2 separate regions of the Zea mays genome follow, and region 1 is linked to region 2. Evidence: chromatin contacts called from public Hi-C data. All regions are on one chromosome and are shown on one strand. The core of a region is the stretch at or near the end of the contact, and the rest is flanking DNA. Distances in the headings are between cores, read along the strand shown. Region 1 overlaps LOC103653907 (RING-H2 finger protein ATL72). Region 2 has its middle 8.5 kb from the start of LOC109945571.

Region 1 (5,809 bases), core at 1,317-3,816, 190 kb after region 2:
AAAAGAAAATAATGTGTCCCTCATTTTCATTTGGCAGGTGCTCCATATGTTTAGGTGAATACAGCGATAAAGAGATACTGCGTATAATGCCTACATGCCAACACAACTTCCATCTCGAATGCATAGATGTATGGTTGCAGAAACAGACTACCTGCCCAATATGCCGCGTCTCATTGAAGGACCAGCCTGGCGCGAAACCTACAGCATCCCCTCTCCGTACCCCACTCCCTCAGATACTGGGACATGCCGGCAGCCCAGTCAATAGATCGCCCCATTGGATACTCCCGATCCATCGCGATCGTGCTGGAGGCAGACAGAACAGCCCAGCCTCGCAGGAATCGTTGGAGGTGATCATCGAGATCCAGCCACAGAGACAATGAGGAGGGTACAAGGTTGAGACTGTGGTGAAGCTACTATACTCCTGTCAGGCGTCAGAAGGAATCCGGCGTTGCAGAAACCATGCTAGCTGGCTGGGCTGTTCGTCCTGCAGCACGGTAGTTGGTTGGGGGTACAGGAACAGGACGGGCCTGGTGTGTAGCAGCATTCTTTGTACATTTCGAGCTGTAGCATAGCGGTTCCCTTTCGCAGTCTCGGTACCTGCCTTTGGGCTTTTCTTTCTTTTTTTGATGTATTGTCATTGTATTCTGTAAAGAAATGGTAAACTGTTCAGATTTGGAGCTGCGGAGATATTTGCAGCGGCTCCGCCCGCCAATTAATTGCCGGTGCTCAAGGGAGCATTTCGGCTCATGAACGGGTAAATATGTTCTGTGAGGGGGCATCGCCTTGTCACTGTCAGTGCACTCCACATATTTGTTCTGGGTTTTGGGAAAGGAACGGGTAAATATGGCGTGTGTTCATCCCAGCAAAACAGCCGTGACGTTCCATCAGCGACCTTGCCATTGCTCACTTTCCAGACTGTGAACGAACGCGGCTCTTTACTCCTGTAGTTCCTGTGCCAACAGCCGTGACGTTCCATCAGCGACCTGGACTTGGACAGTTTGCGCTGCTCGCGCTCTCTTTACCCTGTTTTCCTACCGTGAGCGGGGCTGTGACGACACATCATTTCCCACGAACAATTGTTGCGTGCGCCACTGGATACAGTCCCAGATCAGCCTGGCAGTGGTTCCAAAGTCCAAACCGTGTCATGGAGCCTGGCCGGAAGACACCGGGGGTGGCGCCTGGGCCTGGCCGACCAGCCACTGTAAAAAGGTGTAAACCGGCGTCTGTCTGTGTGACCGCGTGGGCGCGTGGCTACACGAGTCGCGAGCAGAGCAGGAGCAGAGACTGTGGCGGCGCTGCGCGGTGGATTGGATGCACGCGCGCGCGCGTCAGATCAGTCCAGCGGCCACGGCCTGGCGCCTCCGCGGAGCAAGCAGAAAACAGCAAGTGGAGGGCGCGGCTTGGAAGTTGGAACAATCGGGGTGCAGCGCATCCGTCCCGTTGAGGCGTGCGCGCTCTCCAGCCTTCCACGCGGCTTTTTACTGCGTGCAACGAATACGATTTGACGTCACCCGAAAAGGGGAAAGGGGATCGGGTCCCGACCGACTTGTACCTCCGGGGCGCCGGCTGGATGCCATGACGTCGCGCCGGCATAGGGCATGCACTCCGCCGCCGGTTTTCTTGACGGTTGTGCGTTGTTCTGCCGTTCCTAGGAGTGACTGATCCAAATGTTCCTTCCTAATTAATATTATTTTAAAAATAATAGAAATAGATCCCGATTAAATCTGATTTTAAATCTTTTTAGCGTAAAAGGATATGTTTAGTTTAGGATATGATTAGTGCTGTATGCATGGGCGCACAGCACAGGCGCTTTGCTGGTCGCACGACTCGAGCTTAGATTCAAGGTCAATACACCTATCAAAAAAACCTCGACCGGAACCATCTGCACGAAACATGCTGCCACGGCAGTCGGTTTTGTCAGCAGCAGCGGACTGTGATGACGGCGGCTCTTTCCTCTCTCGCGCGCTCTGGCTCGACGACGGCGACCTGGTTGTCAGATTGGACAGGCGATCGACGACCACAACGCGCTGCTCTCGTCCAGGCAGCAGGCTGGCCCGGGGTCCCGCAGGAGCATTATGTCGGCCTATAGTATTTTTTTTAAAAAAAATGTGTGTATGGATGATTGAACGGATAATAAAAAGGTGTTTTACGCTTTTGTGTTGTATGTCATCACTTGGATTGTTGGCTTCGTATTAAAATCAGACTCATGCCCTATAAGGCCCTGTTCGGTTAGGAGTGGATTGAGGGGGATTGGAGGGGATTCAATCCCCTTCTATACAAATTTATATAGAAGGGGATTGAATCCCCTCCAATCCCCCTTAGGCCCTGTTCGTTTTGTGCCAATCCATAGGGATTGAGGGGATTAAATCCCCTACAAGTCAAAATCCTCTCCAATCTCTTCCAATCCCCCTCAATCCCTCTGGTTTTGGGATCAAACGAACATAGCCTTAAACCCCTTCAAACCGAACAAGCCCTAAGGGGCGAGCGGGACGTTCGATCTGGACCCAATTCCCAGGGGCCCCACCCCATACACCACATGGGAGTCAAGAGGCTGGACTCAAGAGCACAGTCCATGACCGTCTCACTCACACGCGTCATCGGCACCCTCAAATATGCAGGTAATATAGCTAGGGCCTATACCCAGTAGCCGCCGTCGCACCCTGTTTCATGCATCCTCACATGACGCACGCACGACGTGTCACACGATCGAGCTCCTCCTCCTCGCGTGCAGGCACAACGGCCAGCGAGAGTTGTTCCTCTCTCCTCTACGCTCTACCACAACATCGTCGGCGTGACCCACTCACCCACCGGAGTACATGATTGGCAGAGTGCATTGTGCACGCAGATCGGCAGACGCAGGGAGCAGGGGATCACGCAACACACTGCCCACTACGCACGGCAGTCGGCAGGGGTCAAGCCGTCAAGGGATCAAGCTGTGAGGCAAGACAATTATTTGTTTATAATATGCATTGTATTTATTTGTTTTGAGGAAAATAATTTGATGATCTTACTTTTTTTAATGTATAATTTTTTTCTGAGATACATTAAATCATTTTAATTAGGTTATATAATAATAGTGAAAAATAGTTGTTATGGTACCGAGCTCCTATTTATAATGTCGTCCCGAACCCCTCAAACCTCATGAACGGCCCTGATTAAAACCGGTTGTCTAGATTGTTGCAGCTGTAATTTATAGAGACGAAAACACTGTAAAAATAGTACGACTCTAGAAGCCGCTATGGATTAAAGCTAAACTAACAGGCTGGCCGTTTGCATGCACCATAAAAAACCGGATATATTTGTCGTCGGGTAAGTAGCCGTCCTACTTGATCTGATCACACATGTAAAGTAGATGCCTCTCCGTATATATGATACTCCCTCCGTTTTTTTTATTTATCGTTGGATAGTGCAAAATTACACTATCCAGCGATAAATAAAAAGAAACAGAGGGAGTAATAATTAAGGGCATAATCGGTTTGCTCACCGTATGCTCAAAGCGAGAGCATCCGCACATTATCCGCGAGTGCAATGCGCACGCTAGCGTGGATTCCGCGGTGGACAGCAGATTTTATCCGCGCGAAGGAAGGGCCGGTCGTGTGACACCTGCCGCACCGATCCTCTCTAGCCAATCGGACTCCAGGCATGGGGCAGGAGCCGCGGGCCGTCACAAGCCGCACCGACCTCAATGCGCCGCGCCGCGCGCGCGGGCCGGCCGACGACGACCGGCCACTTTCCGTGCTGCCGCGCGAGTAGAGATGGCAATGGGTACCCGCTACCCGAAACCCGGTGGGTTTTTGCTCTATTAGGGTATGGGTTTGGGTCAATTTCTCTATCCATGAGTTTGTTAATGGGTTCAAATGGAAACCCAATGGGTACGTGGGCATGGGTTTGTTCTTCCACTACCCATACCCGCAAACCCATGGGTTTTTAAAACCCGCCTTAAAATTAACATTCCTTATAAATATGTCTCATAATATTATTAATTGAATATGTTCTAATTGAAATAAACTTCATGTAACAAATTTTAGGCTAAAATTAGTTGTCACTTGTTCCGTTTATGCTAGCTTATTAATGTATTGATTGTCATTTACATGATGAATTATTTTTTATGTTGATGTTAGTGGGTATGGGAAACCCGGTGGGTACCCGAAACCCGCGTGGGTATGGGTTTGGGCAAAATTTTATACCCGTCATGGGTATGAGTTTTTTAGCGGGCGTATTTTTTCTTCGCGGGTACGGGTTTGGGCAAGTAATACCCAGCGGGTTTTTACCCATTGCCATCTCTACGCGCGAGTGGACGAGTGGGCGACCGGCCACTTTGCGTTTCTTCATAATTTGTACTAGTGTATGGCGCGCCCATGCGCGCGTGCTGATCCGTGGTGTAAATTTTTATTATAAGCATATATAACTTGATGCTATGTGATGAACATGTATATATTTAAAGTACTCGTTATTGAGGACATGAGAATATCAGTATCAGATTAAATTTAGCAAACTATGTTTTTTTGGCAGTGGTTGCCAATGAAATTATAGCATTTATATCAACTAGAGACTAAACTGAGCATTAAAGTAGTGTGCACCAAGAGCTTAAGCACTGATGCTAGACTTAACACATTTCTTAAGATTTAAAAGAGTGGAACGAACTTAAGTTCATCCTAACAAACCTGTCCCAATCGTTCCTTCTTTAGTTCCTCAGCTACTCCTTTAAAGACATAAAAATACTCAGGTGCACTTCGATCAGTAGTGATTACATCAAGATTTGCTCTCAATATATGGATATTTTGATTTCACAATTCTTTTCAAATGCCCAACATCTGTAGGTATCTTTTTTTTGAGGGGGGGGCAGGGTAGCATAGTTGTAAATCCAGTTTTGCACCATAATAACCTAATATAAAGAAAAAAATACCTATCTCGATTGAAGCCTTATTTGGCAGTATATAAACACCAACCAGTACTCTCATCTTCCTGGTGAGCTATATGATCTTCCTCATGTAGAACCAAAAATTGTGGGGAGAACAGAATAGTTAAGATAAGAAACTGGATACAATACGATGTCTTAATATGACTTTACAAAGGTCAAAATGTCCAAAAGTTACGAAGTCTGCCAGTGATTGAAAACATACATGTGAATAAATAGTAGCAAGGTTTGGTATCTAAAAGCCAAGAAAATGTCTCATTAGGTTGTAGATATATTGAATGCAGAATGATCATGAGAGTACATAAAGTATGTTCTTACAGCAATAACAGTCAACCGTTTTGAATCCAAATATGTCACATCAACCTGTAATAATATAATTCTATAATATTTGAGATAAGAAACTGAAACAATAAGATGTCTTAATATGACTTTACAAAGGTCAAAATGTACAAAGTTACGAAGTCTACCAGTGATTCGAAACATATATATGAACGGTCAATAGCAAGATTTGGTATCTAAAAGCCAATAAAATGCCACATTGGATCCTAGACATATTGAATACAGAATTATCATTAGAGTACACAAAGTATGTTTTTACAGCTACAACAGGCAGCTGTTTTGCATCCGGTTCATGTTCCTGCAACCTGTAATAATATAGGTTAGTACTTTAGTATGCACATAAAACTAAAAATGTAAAGTGCATACTTTAAGGTACAAAAATACTATTTTTTACTATAGAACCTAGTGAAGGGACCAATGGTAGCATCATACAAATCCGTGTACATGGAGATATAATATATGTGTCAGAAGCTCATTCTCGTAGAACTGTAGGCAAATTTCATTACAACGCTTATGGAGCTGCAGCAACCAAAACTCCACATACATCAGGAC
Region 2 (5,993 bases), core at 609-3,108:
GACATAAATATGTAGCGCTGAACGAAGGGTTTTACTTTACCTAGACAATGACATGTTACATTTGAGTTTGCAATCTAAACAAAATAGTTAGTGTTTACATGTATTTTATTGTTATGTAGTATTTATAATTATTTTGTAGGTGTTTATTCTGATAAACATCCGAGAGACGCATTGGTATCTTGTCGTGATCAATGCAAGAAATATGGAGATACAAGTGCTCGATTCACTTGGTACTTCACAAGACCGCAAAGACCTCACTGACTCTGTGAGTATGCACAAGCTAATTACTAATTCACTATTAACTTATCCCAATCTCTGATTTTGTTTTACAATATATAAAGATTAAAGGACTTCAAAGATAAATTGATATGATATCTCAACGTAAGGAGTTAAAAGACCACAGGTGGCCAGACCTCCAAGTTGCTTCTCGGCCGCTTAAAGAAATAGAAATGACATATGCAAAGCAGACAGATAGGTATAAGCACATGTCATACAAGAGATTCACAGAAGCGATTATCATGGCCTCAAAGAAATATAAGATTGCCTACAACAAGAAACATTATGTATGGGCGAAGGATATTTTAAGTGGGAACATACAATTCGGAATGGTGTTCCAATTGACTTCAGAGGGTATTTTCTTCGTACCACCTTCTCAGCAATTTAAATTTTTCTATGATAATCATTGTATATAACATAGTTGGCCAAACATTCATTTATAGGCTTAATACCAGCTACCTCGTTCTCCAAGTTATGACCATGTGAGGGAATGACAGACGAATGGAATTTATTAGGGTGAGTGTAGTACGCTCGTTTCATGTTCAAACATACATTCCGGTTACATAATACAAATTTGATGTTTTGTTCTCTGCTGTCTTTGTGTGTAGGATGCAAAGATTATTCGAAGGAACTTTGTAATTGATCTGTTAAGTTATGAGGACAATTCGTGTCGATATATCATCCCTGCAAACATACAACAGCGACTTATCGATATCGCTAAAAAAGATTAGATTAGTGTATGGTTGTCGACATATTTGTCCGTCATTACAAAAATCTAAATTAACTTCTTAGAAATAATGTGTGATATTGATAATGTTTACCACACGGAATTTTACATATCATAGTGATATTTGTCGTTCCGTTTATATGTTTCATACAAATTTTTTACTTTCGTCGCAACGCACGGACACTCACCTAGTATATATATATATATATATATATATATATATATATATATATATATATATATATATATATATATATATATATATATATATATATATATATATAGTTAATTAGATACGTAGATTGAGCCGTCCTATTTAATTTTACAGAGAATCAAATCTTTATGATTAGAGGAGTACGTAGCCGTCGAACCATCTTTCGTTATTTTGATAACCTTACTTAAGAAGACAACGTATCCAGCCTTTTATTAAGCTGGTTGAGTGCTTATATATAACTAGCTATGTATATACAGTGGGTATACAGAACTAATTAAAATGCGAGTCCAGCGGCAGAGGGCAGGCCACGCTGCAGGCTCTCCTTCCGCTCGTTGCAGGGTCCTACACGCTCCCCCTGCTACACACGTGATCTACGACTCAAGATCATTGGCCAACAAGCTTTCGCAAACTTTTGGTCCTTGGGCACCTACCTACCGGCCGGCACAGGAAAACACCAGACGCGACGACGTCCCAGTATCAGAAGCTAGGCGCCGGATTGGACGGAATACAAAAGATCTCGAACAGGAACAGGCACAGGCACACAGGACGAAGCCGGAAGCATCGATCGGCTACAGATGTACAAACTACAGTGGACACACTGTGGGCGACCACAGACGACGACGAGGAGAGCGGTGGTCTGTGGTGGAGTGGAGTGCATGGGAAGGGACACCTGTGGCACACGAGTTCGACGTGGATGGAAGGTGGTAGGAGGAGTAGTGGTCGCGGATGTCAACAATCACGAGTGGCGACAAGCTAGTGACTGATTGACAGATTTGCAGGTGATGGAGATCGATGGACATCATATGCCGGCACCGTACCTTCTTGTTTTGATGATCTGGCTAGCTAGTCGTGGCTATTGTAAAGGAGAAGCTAGCTAGCTATCCCAGTGTGTGTGAGCCACAAGTACAACACCCCCGGCCCCAACCTAGCTAGATCGAGCCGGGTGGCCATCGACAGCGGCAGCACCTCTCGTCGCTTCACTTATGTGTACGAGCAGCACCCATATAGCTCTGCTAGAAACACACATGCAGCGGCCGTTAAGACTGTCTCCAACAACGGTATGTAAACCGTCCTGTCCGCTAAATTTGGAAGACGTGGAGCTCCTTTTCGCCTCCAGCAAGGTTCTCCAAACCGTCTGCTAAAATTTACAGACGTCGCCAGAGCCGCTAATTGTGGCGGATCTTCGGACGTCCGCGACACGCCGATTTACTCTCTCCCGCGCTAGGGCGGAACCTTCTCCCTTGCGTCTTCCCATCGCGACCATACCGACAGCTAGTTCCCGACGGACTTCCTCGGAGGCGGTCAACACCGACGACGAGGAGGCTGCGCGGGGAAGAAGGGCGGACGACCCTCGCCGCCGCGCTGCTCGTCGTGCAGGTAGCCGCTCGACAACGTCGCGTCGGCCGCGCTGGAGGCCGTCGCCGCCGCCCCCTCGTGGGCGGGCTCGTACGCGGTGCTGCAGTGCGGCGAGGACTCGGAGTACGGGCGCCAGAAGTACGGCGGCTACTTCACCGTCTTCTGCGCGCTGCTGGAGGAGGACGGTGAGAGGTGGCGGGTTACAGATCTAAATTATGCAGCCAATTACTTATGGTGTGTTTGGTTTGTGGAGTCACCCAATACTTTATGAGGTGATCCATCATAAGTTCATTCCATCAATTTTGGTGGAATCAACCCACTCCTCATGTATATACTAATTATTAGCTTACGAGGAATGGGGTGGTGATGGATCAACTCATTCTATTCAACAAACCAAATAAAAATGTGAGGAGTGAGAAGAAGATGAATCACTTCATTCCTCAAACCAAACACACCATAATTTCCTCTTTGAGAGAAGGCTTGACTCGATGACACATCAGGAGAAATTCTTTCCTAAACATTGCCTTGCATTCAATAACTGTGGGAGGGGTCTCATTAAAAATCCAGTTGTTTCTGCTCCTCCAAATGCACCACGTCATAATGATGATACTTTCCAACCTCCATGAGACGTGCAATCTCCTTTGAATCCTCATTAAGGTATGTAGAAGATCTGTTGTTCTCGGCGGGTGGATGTCCAGAAGTAACCAACATCTCCGAGCAAAATTACATCTGAAAAATAAGTGAATAACCATCTCTTCTATCTAAAATATACAGTTATCGCAGGTGAAGGAGTCCAAAGGCATTGATCGCCGCCTGAGGAAGGGGCGGGTGTTCATTCTGTTTTTAAGCAGCAACCAGAAGAATACCTTGTGTTTAGGTTGGCATTTAGATCTCCATAACCAGGAGAAGAGAGGGTGAGACTGATGGTTGCCGATCAAGTGAGAATAGACCTTCTGGGAGGAAAACAAATTGGAAGAGGCATTACAGCACCATTTATCATTGTGGTCATGCAACTGAAGATTTGCCAAAATGTCCTGAAGTGAAAGCAGTTGTTCAAACGCTTCGACAGAGAGGGGAGTGTGGAACATTTCATTCGGTGAAGCTAGCCTTGCTTGATTAATGTTGATGTCTTTGATGGAGGCAAAAGACCAAAGCTCTGGGAATTTTATAGATTTGCGCAGACCATCCCAACGATCACGCCACAAGAGAGTGGATTTTCCATTTCCAATCTCCACCTGGGCAATTTCCTTAAATACGTCTTGGATTTTGAGAATATCTTTCCACCAGAACGAACCAACAGGTTTAGCTGAAGGTAGAGAATGGCTGTAATGAGTAGCCCAGATAATGTTTACCCATGGAATGGTGTCTCTATTATAGAATTTATGGAGACATTTCATAAGGAGCGCTTTATTTTGCAACTCAAGATTAATGACGCCAAGCCCCCCTGGGCTTTTGGTTTGTAGACTGTTTTCCGAGCTACTTGAGAAGGTTTTTTTTTGCATTTATGTCTGCTCCTCTCCAAAGACAGAGTCGTCTGAGTTTGTCAATCTGATTGATCACTGTTTTTGGGAGCTTTAGGGTGCACATGAAATATGTTGGAAGAGAGGAGAATACCGCGTTGATCATTTGTAATCTGCCAGCCTGAGATAAAAAATAGATGTTGATGCAAGCCTTCTTTCAATCTTCTGAATGAGGGGGAGGAATGCTCCCAAGTTGGGTTTTTAAGCCCCAACGGAAGCCCGAGATATGTGAAAGGCATAGATCCGACTTTGCAGTGAAACGTATTTGCTAAAATTGCCATTTTCTGATCTGAAACATTGATGGGATAAATATTAGATTTGTGATAGTTCACATGGAGGCCTGTGGAGTCTGCAAATGAGTTAAGCATCGCTTTGAGGAAGAAAAGTTGTCTAGGGCACGCTTCCAAGATCAGAATAGTGTCATCTGCATATTGGATAACCGGGAAATCAGTCCCACAAGAGTGCCGGATCGGGAGCTTGAGGATGCCACAATCTTTGGCCTTGTTAATAATTGACTGAAGGAGATCTGCTGCTAGGACAAAGAGAAGGGGGACAGGGGGTCCCCCTGTCTGACCCCGCGCCTGCAATGAAAACGTCTTCCCTGAACACCATTTAAAAGAACTTGCGATGTGCCAGAACCTAGAATCAATCAAATCCAGTGGATCCATTTGTCCCCAAAGCCCTTATGCCTCAGAATATCAATGATAGCCGCATGCTCTAATTTGTCAAAAGTTTTTTCAAAATCCAGTTTTAAAATGACCATTTCTTTACCCGACTTGTGACAGATAGATATATACTCAAAGGCCCAAGCTAAATAGTCATGAATTGTCCTTGCCTTCAGGAAGCCGTATTGATTCTGGTGAACTAGTTTGGTCATCACCAACTGCAAACGATTAGCAAGAAGTTTAGTCAGCACTTTCATACTTGTGTTGAGAAGGGATATCGGTCTGTAATCTCCCACCGAGGCCGGAGAGCTGTGTTTAGGGATGAGAGTCACATAAGAACCATTAATGCTATCCATGCAGATTGATCCATCATAAAATTTATCACAAAGCTCATAAAAATTTGTAGCAATCACCGGCCAGCATTTGCGCACAAAATCCGTGTTGAAACCATCTGGACCTGGCGACTTATTTGAAGGTAAATTCTTTATGATCTGATCAATCTCACTGCGGGAGAAGGGCATTTCCAGTGTTGACAGGTTGCTAACAGGCTGAATCAGCGAAGACAAGTTGAAAACCATAGATGTTGGTTGAGAAGTCCCCAATCTATCTTTGAAGGATTGGAAAAGCATTTCTTCTTTGTCCACATGAGAGGTAACAACAGTGCCATTAACGCCAACGAGAGACAAAATATGGTTGTAGCGGTGCTTGATAGTGGCATTTGCGTGAAAAAATTTCGTGCCAGCATCCCCCAACATAGCCCATTTGATTTGTCCTCTATGTTTCCAGTAAGTTCGCTATTTGGAAAGAAGATCATGCAGATGTGAGAGCACCTAGAGGGGGGGTGAATAGGTGATCCTGTGAAACTTGAAAACTTAAGCCACAAAACTTGGTTAATCGTTAGCACAATAATTGCCAAGTGGCTAGATAGGAATCCTCAACAAAACACAATAACCAATAAGGATCAATCACAGAGATGGCACGGTGGTTATCCCGTGGTTCGGCCAAGACCAACGCTTGCCTACTCCACGTTGTGGCGTCCCAACGGACGAGGGTTGCAATCAACCCCTCTCAAGCGGTCCAAAGACCCACTTGAATACCACGGTGTTTTGCTTGCTTTTTCTCAATCCCGTTTGCGAGGAATCTCCACAACTTGGAGCCTCTCGCCCTTACACTTGAAATTCACAAAGAACACAGAGCAAGGAAGGGATTAGCAACGCACACAAGACACAATCAAC

What was found. A called contact is a pair of places that touch in the nucleus more often than the background predicts.
Region 1: a Hi-C map of bundle sheath shows a contact between it and region 2, with 3 times the contacts expected there. The contact joins two enhancer-like sites. A contact is called at or near these places in 3 of 25 Hi-C or Micro-C datasets (bundle sheath, leaf and leaf mesophyll).

What each region holds. Positions count from the first base shown.
Region 1 is chr4:160,839,460-160,845,268 of Zm-B73-REFERENCE-NAM-5.0, forward strand. LOC103653907 (RING-H2 finger protein ATL72) reads left to right here. Exons shown (of 3, transcript XM_008680715.4): 3 at 38-795. The coding sequence ends at 380. Among protein-coding and RNA genes, the nearest start is that of LOC103653907, 6.8 kb to the left of the region's middle. Within about 2 kb of position 2,567, at least 18 of the 20 cell types and tissues checked have an H3K27ac peak or open chromatin away from gene starts, as enhancers often do. A contact at or near this core is called in bundle sheath, leaf and leaf mesophyll, where this site is marked.
Region 2 is chr4:160,654,118-160,660,110 of Zm-B73-REFERENCE-NAM-5.0, forward strand. No RefSeq gene overlaps it. Among protein-coding and RNA genes, the nearest start is that of LOC109945571, 8.5 kb to the left of the region's middle. Within about 2 kb of position 1,859, at least 17 of the 20 cell types and tissues checked have an H3K27ac peak or open chromatin away from gene starts, as enhancers often do. A contact at or near this core is called in bundle sheath, leaf and leaf mesophyll, where this site is marked.